Linked DNA regions of Mus musculus: region 2 is linked to region 1. Evidence: chromatin contacts called from public Hi-C data. All regions are on one chromosome and are shown on one strand. The core of a region is the stretch at or near the end of the contact, and the rest is flanking DNA. Distances in the headings are between cores, read along the strand shown.

Region 1 (3,210 bases), core at 378-2,877:
GGTAACCCAATCACAAAAGAACTCACATGATATGTACTCACTGATAAGTGGATATTAGCCCAGAAACCTAGAATACCCAAGATACAAGATACAATTTGCAAAACACATGAAACTCAAGAAGAACGAAGACTGTGGGTCATTTCTTTGACTCGGGACTGATGTTAGAGGGGCCACACCTGGGCTGGTTGGTGGTCCTGAATTGTATGAGAAAACGGGCGGAGCGAGCCACAGGGAGCCAGCCAGTCAGTGGCACCCCTGTTCCTCCATGGTCTGAGTGAGCCATGGGGAGCTAGCCAGACCAAGTGAGCCATGGAATGCCAGCCAGCACCCTGTTCCCCCAAGGTCTGCTCTGCTTCAGTTTCTGTCTTCGGTTCCTGCTCTGCCGTTCCTCGCTGATCGATCGCTGATCGACTGTGATGGATGCATAAGACAAGTAAACCCTTTCCTCACCGAGTTATTTTTGGTGGTGGTGCATTTATGACAGAAAACAAACTGAGGCAACGTCTTTTGAGAGCAATATTGCCTAGAAAGTTTCCATGCAAGCAGATGGACATGGGCCAACTATGAAGTAAGGGTCAGTTGTGGAGTGAAGAAGAGGCACTATGATTGGCCCTAATAGACAAAAATTTGGTACATGTCTACTACAGTCAACAGGCAACCACAAAAGCACTTCTAAGGATATGTAGTTAAGGTACCAGAATATATAAAAATGTATCATACATCATATATCATACATCATATATCACATACCATACATCATATAGCAAAAGTAATATCATATATGATATATTACAATATAATATATTATATATAATTATTACATATATAATTATATATATTACATAAAAAGTTTTACAGCCCTGAGAATATATAATATATAGTAATATATTATATTGTATATTACATTTTCCTGTTTTCTGATAACTCTGTGTCTCTCTTCATCATACAAATTTTAGAAATGCTTTATGCATTCTGGATAATACTGCTTTTTGCTTTCATGTGTGGACAACATTTTGCTTGCTCTGTATTTCTAGTCAGGAAAATATTATTTATATATACCATATATTATAAATAAATAAATCATATATGTGGACATTAGAGGGCGTTTCAAATAACCTAAAAGAAGTCACTGTAGGGAACCAGCAAAATGAGGCAAAGTAAAACAAACAGTCAGACTAGGAAACACACAACAAAATGTATTCTCCTGAGGCCGGCCATATCAGTGATGATAGGAAGTGTGGATGGCCTGTCAGAAGATTGTTCAGTTGTAGAAAAATAAATAAGACCCCTAACAATGCCATGGGCAACACAACTGTGTTAGACAGAGAAGCCGATGTATTCTGAGTCATGGGATGGGTGTTTTACAGGAGGGTGAGAGTTGCAAGAGTTGGAATGGTATTTTCTTGGCCCTCAGAATCCCTAGCACACTCTTAGCTGTACCTTGAGGGTGTGACTTGTATAGACTGGGAACCTGTTGAGATTGTTTAGAAAATTCACAGGATAAAAAGCTCCGCCTTCAAGGCGAGGATGGAAAGAGTGATAGAGCAGCTGGCCAGCTCCAGACAAGAGGACCTCACAAGAAGGAAGGATCCTGAGAGAAAGGGAAAGGGATATCATGCTGACCCCACATGGCCAAAACTAGACCTGACAGCAGGGTAGGCAGAGTCAAGGAAACAAAGGCTGGGTAGACTTGCTGCAATCAGAACTGGGGCTAGGTGCTTTTTGTTCAATAGCAGACAGAAAATGAGCAAGAAGTCAGAGCTGAGCTCTATTGGTGACTAGATCTGACTGCTATTCCCAGGATGTTCTGTTCAGTCACAGCAGAGCATACTCCTTCTTCCAGAACACCCATAAGTTTCACCAATACAGGCCATACCCTGGGAGGGAGGACAAAGCTCAAACATTTAAGGGAATGAAGAAATTATAAGGTACATCCTCAGACCCAGACAGACCAACCAGAAATCAGTAACAGTTAACAGGACATCTCTGAACATTGGGAAAATGTACATTGGCCAGAGAGAAAGTCCCAAGAGGAATTAGAGAATATTTTTAGCTGAACAAAGATGTAAGCAGAACCTATGGAAAGTCACATGATGAAGCAGGCAGCTCAGAGGGAAATTGAGGACCCTGTTTTATTAGGAATATCAAAAGCTGTTTTTTGTTTTTAACGAGAACAGTAGTTAGCCAACTGATAAGCAACAGATAACCAGTGGATAACCACTAGGAAACCCATTAATGATCAACTGGCTAGGAATACAGAGCAAGCAAAATGCTGTTCACACATGAAACTGAAAAGCAGCATTATCCAGAATATGTAAAGAATTTCTAAAATCTGTATGATGGAGAAAGACACGGACCTATTAGGAAACAGGAAAAGAACAGAGCTGGATGTGCAGTTGTGAGTGTCCATGAAAATAACACCAACCAGGCAAACATCAAAGGAGGCGGCAACCTGACTCAAGTCACACTTATCAATCGCAAGAATAGCATCACCAAACTAAGCGTTTGCCAGTGGAGAACACTTTTAGACGCGTCCACAGTCGGGAGCACCCCTGTTCAGAACCTTAGCCCTCTACTTCTTGGGAGCCCCAGCAAGCTGACTCTCCCTTGCAAAGAATGAAAGGCATATCCCAGGTGTACATCTCAGCATGGTTGGTAAGAGCAAAGACAAGGGGTTTTGCTTTTTGTAGTTTTCCATACCAAGTTATCAAATCGTGGACACGACCTCAGGAGTTCCGTGACTGTATTCACTGAGATTTACTGGATTTGAGAAGAAGCCGAAGTTGAACAAACTGGCTCACACCTAAAATGTGGTAGTTTCTGGCCACTGAATGCCACCGTCTCCCTGCATCTTTGGTGAACTGAGGGCCAATGGCACAACATACCCAGACAATAGGAGCAGCTGTGCACATCTGGAGGACAGAGATGAGGTCAGGTGGGATTTTTTTCATGGTGACATCCCCGGTGGCCAGGCAGTGAGACTGACCTTAGGACAAGGGCAGAGCTGTGTCCCTGGGCCCTTCCTGTCCCCTTCAGCTTATGTCCTCTGAGGTTGCTGGGGAGAGCTAAAAGCCATGTTGGACTGATAATTGCAAAGGCCTGATTGTGACTGTCCTCACTAGTTCCACGGGTCGGAGTGAACATCTCAACTCCAATGCTTCCTCACTGAACCTACAGCTGACACCCAGGCTGATATATCAAAAAGACAGT
Region 2 (3,368 bases), core at 810-3,309, 210 kb before region 1:
ATGTGCTCATACAAGCATGCATAGATATACATACTTTTATACACACATACATGTACATAGATGATCACACATGTAGTAAATGCACAAGTGTGTATGCATATATCTCACAAGCATGTATGCACATGCACAGATGCTCACACAACATGCATGTTAACACGCAGATGATCAGATAACCATTCATATACACACACGTGTGATCATGCAATCATGAGTGTGTATACACAGGTGTTCACGCAAGCATAAATGTGCACATAAAACACATATGCATACAGTATATACGTATTCACATACTGAAGATACTTTTAAGGGTAGAAAAATTATAGATAGTAAGAAATCAGACCTGGGTGAAGGCAGGCACTGAAGCCAATGTGCTGTATGCAGAGACCAAAGCTCCCAATGGCCTCCAGTAAAGGTTCACTGTGAATTTTAGCTTGACTGGGCATGGGATCAACTAAGAGAGAGACATGTCTGTGGGAAGATCCGTGAAGGTGATTGCAATAACAGCTGAGGCAGCAATGCATCCATGCATTCATGGATACATACACAACATACATACACAACATACATACATACATGTATGCATACATACACAACATATATACATACATGCATACAGGTACAACATACTTACATACATACATGCATGCATACATACACATCATAATATATACATACATGCATATATGCACGCATATATACACAATATACACACATATATGCATATATACATGCATACATTCATATCCCACAGAGAAGCCTAATGCTTGTCTGCCTTTGCTGCCTGCTGGAGAGTGCATAGATCCTGCTGCTGCTGCTGCCACTGCTGCTGCCGCCATTGCTGTCACCTTTCACTGCTATCAGAAGTCAGGTACTTAGTCCTTCCAGGGCGGACTGAGTCCTAGAGGCTTTCCAGCAGTCTTTGGGCATACAGTGACAGGCTGGAACTGCTGCTAAGGTTTCTGGCCTCATGAGTGCAGCAGGTACCAGATTCTCAAACCTCTCACCATTCCCGTGGGCACTGTTGAACTCTCAGGCCCATACTGTGTGAGCCAATATAGCAAACTTATTGTACAACACCTTCATTCTTTCCACTATTTTCCTCTAGGGAACCCTGATTTATTCAGTCTTATTGGTGTGGCATTAATATGGCCACCAAAGGAACAAGAGACAGAACTTTTGGTCAGCTTGCTGATCTGCAGAGGAATTCAGACTTTCTGAATACAGCTAGAATGTCTGAAGGAAGAGGAGCCTCAGAAACACAGGCTGCCTGCATGCAAGGGAGCTGAGGGGACACCTCTCCTACATCTTCTTTCCAACTGCGGTCATTACAATCTCCCAAGAACACGGCGTGGAAAGCTTGGTGTGGTGTGTGTTGGGGTGGGGCTCAGTGGGCGCCACCCTGTGCTCCAGGATCATCCGAGTAAGGCACTGTGTATGGCAGTTCTTAGAAGCTAGACTGGTACATTTTGTATAAATCCCCTCTGCTTGACCAGTCTCAATTATGTTGAGGAACAAGAACAATCTGTGAAATCTGGCCAAATATCAGTATGTATGTGCACATGTGCATCCATCCACCACTGGGATGCACCAGGGAAAGCAGTTACTCACTGAAAGTGGGAAGCAGAAGCGATGGTGATTTATTTCTGTTTTCAAAGACTTGAGACACCATAAAGAGCAGAATAAAAATGGCCAAGGAAATGGAGACAGTATGAGGGGAGAGAAGAGCAAGGCAGACTGACAGAGTATTTCAGAACTGATTAAAATAAACGAGGCCAAACATACCCATGGAAAGAAGTAGAGTGTTGCCATTAAAGGAGCAAGCAAAACAAATGTCACTCTAAACTGCTATATGTGGCAAACGATCTCCCATAATCAAGAGTAAAATAGCTGTGCATTTCAAAAGAACAAGAACTGAAGGGATTCATAATCCCCATGTTCTCTCCAAAGGTACTTGGAGGAAAGAAAGTAAAACATCCAGGAGTGGGGTGCGAGCAGCTGATCTAGCCAGCCTTGGCTGCAGCAGGACAATCAAGATGTCAGACTTAATCTACTACTAAGAGTATGAGGTACTACACATTGCCACAGCAGGGCATCCTGTGAGCTGATAGCCCCAGGGCTGCCTTGTACTTGAGAAGACATTGTGTCTGTTGAACTTTAGACTCACCATTCTAATTGGAGACATCAAGCAAATTAGAGAAAACTAAACATGATACAGAGAGCAGAAAGAGAAAAAGCAAGAGTTCAAAGGGAGAAAGTAGGATTGAAATGTGATAGCAATCTTAGTGCACAAACATACCGGATAAAAAAAGATTTCCAGATGGGAATTAAAAAAAAAATCAAATTATATGTCCTGTGCATGAGTTTTGCCTACAGCCTAGTTATGCAGAAATGCTCAGGTAATTAATTGAAAAATGGATGCCAGGCGAAGAACAACCACAGGACGCCAAGCATAGCAGTATTAATACCAGAGAAAAGAGCCAAAAGGCAAAAACCACAATTACAGATGAAGAGGGCCATTATGTCTTGATTTAAGTTTAAATTTCCCAGAGGGTTATAAAAAGTCTAAATATTTATGGATGTAATAAAATAGCCAAAGACATTTTAAAAAGTGACAGAATTATATGGAGATATAGGCAAATCCATTAATAGATTGAATCTACTCATATAAGTTGGTTAGAGATTGATAAATCAGACAGGAAATATTTAGTACAGAGAAAAATATTTGAGCCATATAATTAACAAGCCAGGATTCATAGGCATTCGAGGAAAATTCAATAATTTCAGAACCATTATTTTCATTGCTACAAAGACAATTTATGTAAATATCATGCCTGTGTCACAAAAATAAGACTAAGTGAATTTTAAAGAATTAAATTAGAGCAGGTCACGTTCTCTGATTACAATGCAGTCAATTGTATATCAACAAGAAGACCAAAAGCATTAATGATAAACATCCTTAAAATTGAATGCATTCCAAAGGTTTTTTAACTTCTGCTTCGGATATCAGTCAAAACATAGTTATGAAAGAGATGGCTCATCAGGTAACTTGATGGACAAAGCCTGAAGCCCTGGACTCAATCCTAGACACTCACATAAAGGTGGAAGGAGAGGGCCAACCCTATAAGTTGTCCTGACCTCCAACCTTGTGCTATCATGCTATTGCTTGCACAACCCCCCTCTCCATAATAATAGACAAAAATTTAAAAATGAAAACAAATCTAACAATAATGACAATGGCATCTATCAAAACAGACAAGAGCCTATGCACAAGGGAGCATGGGGAGAGAGGAAGCCAGAGCGATTCAGGAGCTTGGCTGCTCATTCGTAACAGCTCACTTTCAAAGGAACTCACCAGAGAGTTCTGAGGG

What was found. Hi-C and Micro-C count contacts between places; a contact is called where the count stands out from the background.
Region 2: a Hi-C map of the N1E-115 cell line shows a contact between it and region 1, with 4 times the contacts expected there. The contact joins two enhancer-like sites. A contact is called at or near these places in 2 of 484 Hi-C or Micro-C datasets (the N1E-115 cell line and nephron progenitors) and 3 of 115 datasets of contacts at active chromatin or transcription factors (embryonic stem cells, large pre-B cells and trophoblast stem cells).

What each region holds. Positions count from the first base shown.
Region 1 is chr8:10,611,983-10,615,192 of GRCm38.p6, reverse strand. The region is part of intron 34 of Myo16 (myosin XVI); the gene reads right to left. Among named protein-coding and RNA genes, the nearest start is that of Gm32330, 60 kb to the left of the region's middle. Within about 2 kb of position 1,627, at least 2 of the 459 cell types and tissues checked have an H3K27ac peak or open chromatin away from gene starts, as enhancers often do. A contact at or near this core is called in the N1E-115 cell line, where this site is marked.
Region 2 is chr8:10,820,857-10,824,224 of GRCm38.p6, reverse strand. No RefSeq gene overlaps it. Among named protein-coding and RNA genes, the nearest start is that of Gm32485, 4.8 kb to the right of the region's middle. Within about 2 kb of position 2,059, at least 4 of the 459 cell types and tissues checked have an H3K27ac peak or open chromatin away from gene starts, as enhancers often do. A contact at or near this core is called in the N1E-115 cell line, where this site is marked.